2 separate regions of the Mus musculus genome follow, and region 1 is linked to region 2. A link is a contact called in public Hi-C data. All regions are on one chromosome and are shown on one strand. Each heading gives the region's core, a stretch centred on a gene start, on an enhancer-like site or on the middle of the called end of the contact. The rest is flanking DNA. Distances are from core to core; before and after follow the strand shown. Region 1 overlaps Gnas (GNAS (guanine nucleotide binding protein, alpha stimulating) complex locus). Region 2 has its middle 56 kb from the start of Gm14642.

Region 1 (7,031 bases), core at 2,512-5,011, 890 kb before region 2:
CAGGAGGGATATGTACTACCCTGTGGGAGGGACATGGGCCAAGGTTAGAATATTGTCCAGATATCAGAGTAGCAGATGTCAATGACATCAGATGCATTGTGGGTAGGCTGCCATTTTGTCTCTGTGAATCATGGGAATCAGATGACTATAGAATCCATGCTGTGTTTCCCTGTTGGGAGGGTTGGTTTTTGTTGTTGCTGTTGCTGTTGTTCTTATTGTTTTAATCAACAGCTATTTTTTTTTTAATGTACCTGCCTGTACTAATTTTTCTCACAAGTTTGTAGCCAAAACCCATCTAAAAAACACAAACCCCACAAAAGCTTAAGAAGAGGCAGCAATGACTTCTTAACTTTAGACAAGTCTCTTCTTTTGGCTTTAAAAATCTTTGCTCCCCCCACGAAGGGTTAAAGTGTACATATGCTTGACGCAGGGCAGTTCTACCCTCTCTAAAAAAAGCTTTTAGAAAGCCAAGAGACCCTTGTCAAGAGGGTCAGGCTCCCGGCAAAGGGCTGATGAGAACAATTTTTTTCTTATAATGTTCCATTTTGTAATTTATGTTTAGATCTGAACATTGGAAGGTGCATATTTGTACTAGGCTGGATTAACTGGACAATTAGGACTTGTGTGCCATGTGTAACAAACATGTGGTTTTGTCTGTCCTCATGTGTATGAGGGGAATAATTGAGCTTGCCTTAGCTCAGGACCTCTCCTCCATAAAAAAAAACTCACTATCTGATAAATGGAGGACTAGGTTGAGGTCTAGAAAAGGTGATGGAACTTTGTTCATCCATTTTGGACAAAGCCCTAATCATGTCTTTATCATCCTTTAGTCTTAGGCATATGCCTGGAGTTAACTTATGCATTCACACGGCAGGTATGTGTCTGGTCACTCTGGCCTGATGCAAGTCTGGCCCTCGTGTTCCCACTGGGACTAAGGTGAGAGGGGCAGAGGAAACCAGGGTTAGGGTGGAGCTTACAGGTGGGAAGTCAAAGTTCGGCACGTTCATCACGCTCAGAATGTAGTCCACTCTGAACTGGTTCTCAGGGTTGGCCAGCTCCACAGGGGGCACCAGGTTGCTCATGGCGGCCACAATGGTCTGAAAACAGTTTAGCAAATTGGTCAGGCGTGGGGGTGGGGGGGGCAGCACCGTGGGGCGAGGGGCTTGCTAAAAGATAAGAGCAAGGAGCTAGACACATACTTCAATGGCCTCCTTCAGGTTGTTTTTGATGTCCTGCACTTTAGTGGCCTTCTCACTACAGTGGGATTGAAAGGAAAAAAAAAAGAAAATCATATTGCATCCTGCCCACCAGGGTGTTATCGTCATTGAGACACGTCAACTAAAAAGCATAGTATTCTGTTTTCCAAGGAATTGTGGGCTAGATCTATAGATTGAAGGCATCCAAATAAAAATAAATCATAATTTCCCAATCATGTCCTGAGGACAGGCCTGATAAGGCTGGGTTAGAGACATGGCATCGAGATCTTGATTAACTGGACCAGAAATTGCACCTGGTCTACTGTCCATTCCAACCACACCCTGCTGCTTCCTGCGTGGCTCTTGATTAGCACAGGGAGGGTTGTATGGAGGTAGGGTTAGTACATGCTGAACTTGGGATTCAGTAGTTTGTGAGACCCAGAGGTGACAAGTGTTTATTATTGATATTAGGGTTTTCCATTTCCATATTTGTAGATCTAATTATTTAAGTATCTATGCATCTGTCACCAGGGAGGGAAGATGTTGTTTGGGGTTCTGTGGCTCACAGCACTTTTGAACAGGCCCCCAGTTGTGGCTAGGAGTCCTGGGTCCCCACATTGTTGGTGGGCATTGGGTTCATGGATACTGGAGGAGGAGTTGGCTAGATGTTTGCTTATTTAAACCAGCCTCTGGGATAACTTCTGTGGCCTTTCTGGGATGATTTGTATGCAGTCAGAGTCAGCGATCCCACAGGTCACAGGTCACATCTTCTGGTTTTGGGGGTGGATGGTGTCCCCCCCAGAAGGAATGCTAATTTATGGAGGTTACAGTGGTTCAAAATGCTGTGTCTTTTAGGAGACAGCCTATATGCCAGGCACAGCCATAGAGAATCTCGAGCTTGTACTTAGGGGAGCAGCAAAGCCCCACTTCCCTGCTTGGAGCAGACTCCATTTTGTCTGAGCCTAATCTTCTGCATGGCCAATGGGGGATTAGAAGACCAGCATGCACTGCACCCTCAGGGTGAGGCCTGGTAGCACAGAACAGGGCATTGGAGAGGAACAGACCCTTTCTGATAAGGAAACTGAGGTAGAGGACTAGGTGGCAGTGACAGAGGTAGGGCAGAGGTGCTTTTACTGACATTAAATTGAAGTCACAAGATAGCGAAAGTTAAATCACGCCCCCTCCCCATGGAACAGGGTAGAAAATTAATTAGTAAAGTTGCAAGATGGGGACCAGAGGCTACTATAGCCAGGAGGGGTGGCAGGCAGGCCTCAGGTGGAGATCTGGGGGGCCATGTGCCTGACAGAGGTGTAGAGATCTTGGGGCATGTGGATACCTGCCAATAGGGTGGGGTTCTGGGGGGTCATGTGGATATCTGCCAATGGAGTGGGGGTCATGTGGATACCCACCAATGGGGTGGGGGTCTGGAGGATCATGTGGATATCTGCCAATGGAGTGGGGGTCTGGGGGTCATGTGGATACCCACCAATGGGGTGGGGGTCTGGAGGATCATGTGGATATCTGCCAATGGGGTGGAGGTCTGGGAGGCATGTGGATATCTGCCAATGGGGTGGGGTTCTGGGAGTCATGTGGATACCCACCAACGGGGTGAGGGCCTGGGGGTCATGTGGATATCTGCCAATGGGGTGGGGGTCTGAGGGATCATGTGGATATCTGCCAATGGGGTGGGGTCTGGGAGGCATGTAGATATCTGCTAATGGGGTGGGGTCTGGGAGGCATGTAGATCTCCTAATAGGGTAGGGGTCTGGGAGGCATGTGCATTCCTGCCAATGGGGTGGGGGTCTGGGGGTCATATGTATACCCACCAATGGGGTGGGAGTCCGTGAGGCCATGTGCATACCCACCAATAGGGTGGAGACTTGGGGGACATGGGGATACCTGCCAATAGAGTAGGGGTCTGGCATCATGTGGATACCCACCAAAGGGATGGGAATCTGGAGGTGCCCACCAATAGTGGTGATCTGGGGGTTTCTGGGGTACCCACCAAGAGTGGGGGTCTGGGGGTCATGTGCATGCCTGTAAGTTGGGTGGGGTTCTGGGGTCATGTGCATGCCTGCAAATTGGTTGGGGGTCTGAGGCCATGTGAGTGCCTGCCAATAGAGTGGGAATATGGGGGTCATGTTCATGCCCACCAATAGGACCACACCCAAAGAACCCATTCTTTCAACAAAGACTTATCATAGCTGATATTTGGGGCTTTCTTTCCATGCAGGCTTGTGTATTTTGGGAGGGGCCCTGTGTTCTGAATGATCTCACTATATATTTTTTATTGGTGTCCATCTCTTAGGTGAGGGCCTGCAAGGTTTAGAGGTTGGGGGTGTTCTCAACAGGAGGGAGGGGGCGAGAGCTCGGCTACCAGGATTTTGACATGGCCATGACAGTGGGAAAATCAGAGCCCAACCCCTGCAAGCTGCCTCTAGCTCCACACTGTAATTAGAGCAAGCCCACCACTCAGAACAGGAAAAGAAGGCAAGAGGAAACCCTGAGTCCCCATGGCCACTGCAGGCAGGAGGGGCTATCCTGGGGCTGGGGCAAGCACTCAGGATGTGGGATCTGTACACACCCAAAAGCTGCTTGGGGCCCACAGACTCTTAAAGCTCCAGGTACCACCCAGTGTTTTAGAGACACGGCGTGCCCACCCTCAGAGGGGCTGATTCTGTTACGGTGTGAGAGGGGCGGCGCACGTTGAAGCTCAGCTCTGAAGTTATGCATTTCTGAGTTGGTTTTAGACTCTGGGACTAGCTATAGATGTCGGAGTCTAGAAGCATGTGTTTGATGCCCCCAGTACTCTAATGGAGAGTTCAGAGGAGCCTCCCCTATCCTGCCTTGGGGCTAATCTACTCTGTTTTTAAAAAATGGCTTCCTGCCATTGGTACTGAGCCCCAGATGCCTGGTTTTAAGGCCCCATAACAAAAAGAAATGAGGCTAGCTGGGTATTAACTACCCCCGTCGACATACAGGTAGAAGGAAGCATTTCCCCAGGGAAGAGTCTCCATTCAGCTTGATATTTCGTTCTAAGTAGTAGTATGATAATTGGAAAGCTTCCAGTCTTAAAATACAGATATTCTGAGAACGTGTTCAGCATTCATCTACGTATGTGAATAGGTGTGGGAGTGTATCCAGTATAAAACAGCTAAAATAGAAAATCTAAAATCTAATTCGGGCGTGTAGTACTAAAACAAACCTCTTCATTGAAGAGATTACTATGTAGATGAAGCCATCTTGCTGGGGCCAGCAGGTTTATCCTCATTTGTAATACTGCTTAATGAATTTAACGTTGATTGTGAAATTCAGAGAAAATTCCTTAGATGTCTCTAAACTACTTAACAGAGGCAAGATGTGTGCCCGGTTTCGGGATTCTAACTGACTGGAAAGTTGGAGTGGGCGGTATCTATAGGATGATGCTCCCCTCCCCGCTCCCCCCCCCCAAAGTGTAAGGCAGATTAGTGGGGTTAGCATTTTGTTTAGTAGGTCCTGCCCCTCTCCTGTTAAGTGGTAAGGGAAGGCTATGTGATACCCATCCTCCTCCTCTCTACCCTATCTTTGTGCTTGTGGGGAAAAGACAGACAAAAGAGCAGACAGAAGACAGACGCAAGATACAGGGATTGCTGAAACATGCAGAGAGTTTTATTTATCAGGAGCGTTAATAGTTATTTTTACTTGTAGAGTCATAGGAAGAAAGACGTGCAGGTATTAGTAAGGTTGAAGGGGTTAGCACAGCACACAATATATAGGAGGCTCTCTCAGTAGGGGCTTGCCACACTTCTCGGATGCCAACTTTTGGTACAGTAGATTATCAATATATCGATGCCTTTTCTGATTGCTGTTCTACTATGCTGTTGCCAATTAAAGACTTCATCCCATCTTTCTGTTTTTAACTTACGCCTAAAGGTTAGGTTAGGGACCCCTCCCCCCTCCCCCACCCCCCCCCATCCCCAGGAAAACAGAATAGTATTCTTATTAGTAGTTTCCTAAGACCGGGCAATTCCAGCATGCAAATTGGGATAACTGGGGTAGGACATAGCGAAGATGGAGGACTGTAGCCATCATCTAGTGGGGGTAATAGACTCTAAAAGAAACAGATGAACAAACATGTGTCAGTCACTTTGTCCCCGACCCCCAGATCCTTTGACCCGCCCGTGCCCGGTCTCAGAAGTCATTCCTCGTCCATGTTCTAGGCTGGAAGCTGCTCTATGGATTGACATGAGAAACAGCCCCTGCATCCTGCATGCTAGTGAGCGCGAATGGAGCTGCATGGATGTCTGGCATGCGTGTGCGTATGTGTGTGGGCATGAGATGGTTGTGGGGATGAGAAAGCAAAATAATAAACAATGATAATGAGTGGGGTGCCGTCACAAATGCTCTTGTTCGCTGGGTAACGTAAAGTGCCTTGCATTAACAGTTAAATTTTTTTTTAAATAATTTCTAAGGCCAGAGGTTGTCAACGGCCTGCTGCCTAAGGGCTGCAGCATTAGGCATATTTTTTTTTAATTGAGGAAATAAGTTAAGATTATTTTTTTCCAAATAGGTCTGAAAACTTAAAGTCAGACTGACCATTGTGTGGGCAGAATTTAGCAGTTTTGAAAGGCAAGTCTGTTGGTTTAAATGGAGAACTGGGGGAAATAAAGACCATATGGGAAACATCGACTCAAAATCTTAAGTTCTCATCGGAAGCCGAAATGGCTAACCTTCCCCCGGCTGTATCTAGTTATTCTTAAAACCTTCTCTGTTTTGCACTTTACTTGTTGACACGTCATTTGCAAATGCACACCAAGATGGCTGATGGCCCTGGGATGATCTCTGCTTTGTTCCCCAGTCTGTGTCCTCAGTTTCCCCCGCTATGGTCTTCATGTTTGTTTTGTTTGTTAGAAGAGTTTTCTGTTTTTGAATGTGCCTACCCATCGCTGTTGCTCCTTGCAGCCTGCGGGTCCTCTTCGCCGCCCCTTTTAAAGAGAGATTGAAAGCTCACCTATCTGCAAGGCACTGCAATTTCATACAAAACCCACACAGTCTCTGCATCTTTAAACAGTCAGGTAAGAAAACCTGACAGTCCTGCGTACCATCCTCCCGGTTAATCCTTAGGTCGCTTTTCTGGCTAAATGGGGATGTCTACCGAGACTCCACACCTTCCTTCCTGCATTAGCAGGGCCCTCAGGAGACTCAGGCTGGAGACAGGAGGGACGGGTAATTGTTTTCCTCTGCTTTCGCTAAATGCACATGCACCAGGGAACAGAGACACAGACCTAACTCTTGAGAATAGGGCTCCTCAGAATCTTCTCCGTGTCCAATCCAAAGCACAAGTGGGACATTCCTATTCCTGACTTTTTTCTATGGTGGGGGGAGCTATGGACAGGGCATTGACACTCAGCCTTGAGATCGATTAGCTCAACCAATATTCATTTTTTTCTTCTGGCATTAAACTTCAGAAAGTTAGCTCTGTGTTAGGAAAATCTACTTTGCCCTCTGTATTTCTGAAGGTCAAATAAATATTATGTTCTACTCTCGAAAAATGTAGTGGTAGGCAGGCCATGGACAGTTAGGACACATTTAATAGCTCTGTCCAAGAACTGAGAGCGGGACTGAGGTGAGGGTCAGACGGAGCCGCTTTTACTGCTATACCACAGTGAGAGAACCATCGTTCGACTGGGTCAAAATAAGGAATCCAGCCCCCCATGGAGGCCTGAATATCACTTTCTCAGGCTAAATTTAACATCTTGGAGACCCACAAGGAAGGCAAACTGCGAAGGCTTCTTCCTCTTTTCAGAGAGAAAATAGAAATGAGAAGTCCTGGTTTAGAATCCTCCACCACATTAA
Region 2 (6,753 bases), core at 300-2,799:
AGAGGGCGCTCTGCTCCACATCTCAGCCAGCACCGTTTTCCAGAGGCTGCACCCCCAGGCTGCTGAGTTCAGCTGCCAGGGACACCACTCTAGGCTACTCAGTAAAGCTGTATGTGTATTTCACCTATGCCGGGGACATCACCTTCAATACAGTGTGCATCATCTGGCTCTCACCTATGACGGTGCAGTGACTGTGTGAATTTTACCACAATTTAATTAACCTTTGTCTAATCGCTGGGTAGTTGCAGTAGGCAGTTTTAAAACAAATTCTCCTCAACAAGTTTTAGATCAAGGAGATAGCAAAACATTACATTTTAGCTTATTTGGGGTATCAATTTATGGCAACAGCAACATTTTAGAAGCAGCCAAAGCCACATTCAGAGGGAAAGCCGTGTCTTTAAATGTTCTGCATTGCGTGTGAAAAAGAACACACCAATCAGAGCATCTGGTAAGTCAAACAATGAATATCCAAACGGAGCAACGTAACGGATCAGGTGATAAGTGGCTGCATTGTCAGGGATTAAAACAAAACAGTCACTAAGGGAAATAGTCAAGTTGGAGGCAAAGAGTTGGGTATTTCAGGAGACAGAGGCAGTTGGATCTCTGAGCTCAAGGCCAGTCTGGTGGGTATCTGAATGTATGCACGGCCCTAATTTGCCAAAGATCTACATTAACATGTCCATGATTTGAGTCTCACTTTACAATGAGTTTGAACTAGTCTTCATACATTTCATTTCTTAAATTTCATTTGAGCTATATCAGACCCCCAACTAAATCTCTGCACCTACCCCATAGGCCTTGGCTCTCACACAAGCCCACACTGGGCCACACGAGGTCACAAAGGCTGTGGTTTCTTTCTCTGGTGTCACCTCCAGGACACGCAGATTTCTGCTGGCTGGCCCTGACCTGTGAAGGTTTACGAAAGCTCAAGGCTTGTATATAGTTTCCCCTGGGTTTTGGTACCAGAAATGAATGTGTTTTCAACACTAAACTTGGCCAGAATTAGACTTGTTGCCTGGGCCTTGCAACTTTTACTAAAATGGACTTGAGCTTACGTCCAGAGACTAAAGACAGAGCAATTCTCTGCTGCGGGATAAGAATGAAGACAAGCCACAGGCAAAGCCTCAAGCTTGATGGTCACCACACACACATTGAATCTCAGCACTTGAGAAGCGGAGGCAGGAGGATTACAAGTTCAAGGGTGGCCTTGGCTACGCAGGAAGATCTTGTCATGATAAAAAAGAAAACCTTTAAAAGGCAAAGTTAAATTTTAATCCGTGTCTATGTTCAAGATACTGTCGTTTCTGCATAATAGAATTATTGGCACGATGTTTTACAAGTGTGCATTTCATCCTTAACTGCGTATTTGAGTTTAGCTGTTTGCACTTCGTTGTGTGTGAGCCTTGGGTGTATTTGACTAAGTTTTCAATTTTAGAAATGTATAACCATACCCACGTCACTCCAGTTCCAGGAACTGCTTGTGTGTGAGAAAGCTGCTTCCTTCCCCCTTTCTTTCATCTTTAAGAGGGAGGACGGGGTGGGTGGCTGAAGACATGGCTTCACGGTTCAGAGCGGGCGCATCTATAAACTCAGGGTGACTCATGCCCGTGCTGTGCGGTAAACTGTGTTGATTTTTAACCACTGTAGCCATGGTGCTCCACGAGTCCACTCCAGAAACCGATCCCAAATATTTTCCTTATGCATCACATGATGCAAGCCAGCATTAAGCGCGACCTCAGCCTCTCGCTTCATTTTCCACAGAATCTAGATTACTCAACAGGAATAAAAACTCTCCTGTCTCGATGGAAATGAATTTCCTCTTTTAGCCGCAAGTCTCCCTCGAAGGAGTGGGTGACTCAAAACTACTTATGTCATGAGTTCAGGTCCTTAGTGTGTGAGCTGCAGTTTCTTTGTCAATTTAGTTCAAATATACTTGAGATGCTTATGGGGGACCTGGGAGAGGGCTCAGGGGGTAACGGTGCTTGCCAGACGACCATGAGGACCTGGGCACAGATTTCTCAACATTGGAGTAAAAAGCTGGGTTTGCCTGTAACCCTAACACCGTGTGGGGAGGAGACAATGGGGATTGAATCACGGAGCCTGGACAGTAGTCCAGCCAGGCCAGCCAGGAAAATGGCTGGCTCCAAGTTCAATGAGAGCCTTTGTCTCGAGGGAATAAGGTAGGGAGTGACAGAGGAAGATGCCAGATGCTTTCTTCTGGCCTCCTCATGCACACACAAACACACACACACACACACACACGCACACAGCACGCATGCACACACACACACAACATACACACGCCACAAGAATAAATAGAAAGTGTATAGAGCAGCGACCAACCCAAAGCTAAAGCAAAGTTGAGCTGAGCTGCCCACAGTAACTCCATTTTGTCTGAGTGCCTGTTACACTCACCCAGCTGCTCTCTCCAGCCCCAGGGAGCGCATCCTGATCATGGCTATGAGGCAGCTCACCAGCTTAAATGAACGGCTCATGTTGGCCTTGTATTTATGGTGGCCACTACTCTCCTCATGTGGGCATAAGAAAGTAAATTCGAAATTTTAGACCATCAATTGATCTTGGAGATTTCCAGAAACCTTCTAAATTTTATGGCCCATGGCCTCTGCTGGCTTACTTAAAAGATTTCCTACTTATTTTTGAAAAAAAATCTTTTAAAACCTTTTCTTTAAATTTGTAACAAAAATTTTAAAGCTGGCACGATAAAGACTCACCTCTCCCATCGTCTAAGACTATTCCCTTTCTGGGCAGGGATCCCCCACGCTCCTGCTAGCCGCACTGGGAAGCTGGTTTAGTGCCATTGCTAACACTTTCAACGGGACGAATGTTTCTGGCTTTAGTTGACTTCCCCCCCCCCCCCGGGACGGTTGGGAGGGAATTTATTTGGGAGTTCTCAGTATACTGGGTGGATGTGGATGTCTGTGCTGTTCACCGTGTGTCTTTAACTCAATGAATAAGAGAGGAACTTCATTTTTCTTTTCCCTAATAATACAAAACTGCCTTCCTTGTGTACGCTGTGGTCCTGGGTTTCCATCCCTGATCTGCGTTTCCATCAACACTTTGTTACACCCACAGAACTCCTCTATTGTGCATTTAAAACTTTGCCCGCACTCACTGTCAGGTCCTAAAGAAACAAGCCTAGCTCAGAGCCTGTGGTTCCTCCCAGAAGTTTCCATCCTGCCCCCTCCCTTCTCTAGCCCAGAGGCTAAGCTTCCCTCCCCTCCCCTCCCCTCCCCTCCCCTCCCCTCCCCTCTCCTCCCCTTCCCTTCCCTCAGCTCCTCTGATTCCCATAAAACTCAGCCATCTTGGCTGTACACTCTCTTGGTTCTCAGGTGCTCCCTTGGTCTCTTGGCTCCTCTCTTGGCCCTGGCAGGCTCTTTCTTGGCCCCTTGGTTCTCCTCTCCCTCTTGGCTCTTCTCTTCCTTTCTTGCCACCCTCCACTGCCCCCATCCCCATCATGACCATGATCCGGTTCGGCCTGGACCCTTCCAGATGCCTCTGGCTGTTCTTTCCCTCATAACTCCTCAGCTTGCCTAGGATTGGTCATGTTCCCGTTTCCAATCGCTGTTTAAGTGCTCTGTTGTTGTTGTTGTTGCTTAACCTACACCAGACAAGAAACAACTGAAGGGGGAAAGGGTTTGCTCTGATGTGCTTGTTTGAATGAGAATGGCTCCCTGCAGCTCATACAGTTGAATACTTGGTCTACAGTTGGTAGATCTGTTTGGTAAGGATTAGGAGGTGTGATCTTGTTGGAGGAGACATGTCACTAGGAACAGGCTTTGAGATTTTAAAAGACTTCCCATCATCCTCAGTCTCTCTGTCCCTGTCCCTGTCCCTGTGTCTGAGTCTGTCCCTGTGTCTGTGTCTGTATCTGTCCCTGTCCCATCCCTGTCCCTGTCTCCGTCTCTCTGCCTCCCCTTTGCAGATCAAGATGTGAGCTCCCATTGGAAGCACCTACTATGCTGGCCACTTGCTGCCACACTGTCTGCTGCGATAGATTATTAACCCTCTGAAACCATACCCCTAAGTAAGTGCCAATTTCTTCTATCTGCTTTGGTTACGGTGTCTTTTCACAGCAATAGAAAAGTAACTGCTTTCTGGAGGAATGTGCCCAGATTTGGAATTTTGGACTAGGTAAGCAGTCAAATGTTGTAAGCGAAGCTGAGAAAACAGTAGTGCTGAGAACCACGTGGACTACAGAGGCCTCACTCAGGAGGCTTCTGAGGGGAGTGATAGCACCTGGGCTAGAGACTTTGATGATATTTTTATGAAGTACCTGGAGAGAAAAACTCCTGAGAGAGACCTGAATATGTTAAATGGAGTCTTTATTAACGGCTGTCTGGTGGGACGGTCCCAAGCAGATTAGTGGGAAGCAGCCTCTCCAGTTGGTTCCAGATTTTAAGGGCAAACCCCGCAGTTGGGGAGCTTACAGAAAGGCAGCTGTGGACATCTGTAGCAAGCAAGCTTTGCTTACAGAGCAGAGAGACAGCAATTAAACGGCCAGACAGTTAACCTTTAGCTCAGGGTCACAGGGAATTTAGGGCTGGTCCAGAGGCCCATTTTATCCAAGATAGTTTTAGCACTTAAGAATACTTTCATAAGATAGCATAACTACAGTTCAGCAGTATACTGCAATAGCTTGGCAAAGAACGTGGCTTCTTCTTATCCTTGTCCTGAGAATCTGCCTGAGTCTGAATTGACCCGTGAGGGGATTTCAGAAGAGCCTGATAGTGACTCTGCTGCAGGATTATCAGTGATCATCATCGTGCTGGTTCACACAGAAAAGAGCAAGTGGGGTAAAAGAAGTTGAAAAAGTACAGTTTGAAGAGTAAAAAGTCTGACTCAAAATGGAAAATGGGAGTGGCCCCCTCAGAGCAAGGCCCCGCCCAGCTCAGCTCAGCCTCGAACTGGCAAAAAGAAAACTCTGGAACCTTCTGCTCCCAGACAACAAGGCAGGAAAGGTTTCCACAAATGTGACTCCAGGGCCCAGGCTCCATCTCAAACTGTGGTCAGAGTTGGCAGGGTCCTGTGCGTAGCCCGGGCTTTAAAGGGTCCGTGAATGAAGAAGTTGTGTGGTCATCCTTTGTGGTTTAGGAGAGCCCCTGAGGACAGGCTGTGGCCCCTGTAGCAGGGGACTCCCTTCATGGAGGCACAGAGAAGCCACTGCATGACGCTGTGAAAGTAAAACCTGGGTTGCATTGGTGGCCCTGAGACATTGAGATGTCAGTCAGAGCTGTGGCATGTTTGCCAGGGGAAGCTGCACACGGGGCGGGGAGCCAGCGTGAGAAAGAAGTGTGTGCAGTTAGCAAAGCTGGAAGGCAGAGCCCTCTAAGCCCTTTGACATTAGACAGGGAGGTACAAGATTTGGAGTTTGTTCTGCTGGGTTTTGGTCTTGGGTCAGTCCAGCCTTTTCTCTCTCTACCTCTCTCCTCCCTTTTGGAATAGTAATGAACGCTCTGTAACATTGAGTGTTGAAAGTCTATGATTTGCTTTTGGGAGTCTCAGAAGAGGCGTTGGACTCTGAAACAGTGTTGAGACTCTGAAGGACTATGGGGGTTTTGAGGTTGAACTGAATGCATTTTACATTATGACTACAAACATATGGGGGCAAGAAGTGGAATGCGATGGTTTGCATGGGACCCCCACTCCAAGGCTCATATGTTTGAATACTTGTTTCCCGCTAGGTGGAACTGTTTGGGAAGGATGAGGGGTGTGTCGCTGGAGGTAGGCTTTGGCACTTCACATATAATTCCCAGCCCTTTTCCTCTCTTTCCTGCCTCTTGTGGATTCAGACTGAGCTCTTGGCTGCTTTTCCTCTGCTAGCATGAACTTGAGCCCTCTGAAAGCATTAGCCCATCACTGTCTTTCATAAGTTGCCTGGTCTGTGGTGCTCTTTCACAGCAGTGGAAAAAAAAATAACCAAGACTTCTGCCTTATGATTTGTGAATATCACTCTGTCAAAATGGGGATGGCATAGAGGCAAGCGTGGGAAGCTGGCTGGACACATTGCATCTGTAAGAAGCAGAGAGCCAACAGGAAGTGGGTCTGGGCTCTGAACCTTCAAAGCCAACCTAAGAGATCCAATTCCTCCCGCAAGAATCAGCCTCCTAAATGTTCCACAGCATCCCCAACTCATGAGTTCATGAGGAATGATAGTGCACCATCAAATTCCTGCACTTATTTTTATTTTGTTTGTGAGTGCTCTATCTGCATGTACACCTGGATGCCAGAAGAGGGCATTAGATCCCAGTGGAGATGGTTGTGAGCCACCATGTGGTGGGAATTGAACTCAGGACCTCTGGAAGAGCAGTCAATGCTCTTAACTGCTGAGCCATCTCTCCAGCTCCACACTTAATTTTTTTAAGCCAGGAAAACAACTTAATTATATTAAAATAAAAATAGTAAGAATTTCAACTTTATTATAGAAATAACACTATAGCATGTAGGATCTGTATAGTATTTAAATAAACACATTAGTGTGTTACATTTGTGAGTAGAAACTCCTTCATCTTCCCAATTGGTAATCGTGGTAGTTAGAATATGCTTCACCCAGGTAGTGGCACTATTTGGAGATGTGGCCTTGTTGGAGGAAGTGTGTCACTATGGGTATAGGCTTTTTACACCCTATGGGTGTAAGATTAAGTTTAAGATCCTAACTCCATGGGAGCCAGTCTTCTCCTGGCAGCCTTCAGAGGAAGACGTAGAACTTTCAGCTCCTCCTGCCCCATGCCTGCC

What was found. Hi-C and Micro-C count contacts between places; a contact is called where the count stands out from the background.
Region 1: a Hi-C map of regulatory T cells shows a contact between it and region 2, with 4 times the contacts expected there. The contact joins two enhancer-like sites. A contact is called at or near these places in 2 of 484 Hi-C or Micro-C datasets (adipose-derived mesenchymal stem cells and regulatory T cells) and 2 of 115 datasets of contacts at active chromatin or transcription factors (memory CD8 T cells and thymic regulatory T cells).

The regions. Positions count from the first base shown.
Region 1 is chr2:174,335,876-174,342,906 of GRCm38.p6, reverse strand. It overlaps Gnas (GNAS (guanine nucleotide binding protein, alpha stimulating) complex locus), which reads right to left. Exons shown (of 12, transcript NM_010309.4): 3 at 6,116-6,160; 4 at 1,200-1,254; 5 at 978-1,097. Among named protein-coding and RNA genes, the nearest start is that of Gm30189, 12 kb to the right of the region's middle. Within about 2 kb of position 3,761, at least 20 of the 459 cell types and tissues checked have an H3K27ac peak or open chromatin away from gene starts, as enhancers often do. A contact at or near this core is called in memory CD8 T cells and regulatory T cells, where this site is marked.
Region 2 is chr2:173,447,132-173,453,884 of GRCm38.p6, reverse strand. No RefSeq gene overlaps it. Among named protein-coding and RNA genes, the nearest start is that of Gm14642, 56 kb to the right of the region's middle. Within about 2 kb of position 1,549, at least 125 of the 459 cell types and tissues checked have an H3K27ac peak or open chromatin away from gene starts, as enhancers often do. A contact at or near this core is called in memory CD8 T cells and regulatory T cells, where this site is marked.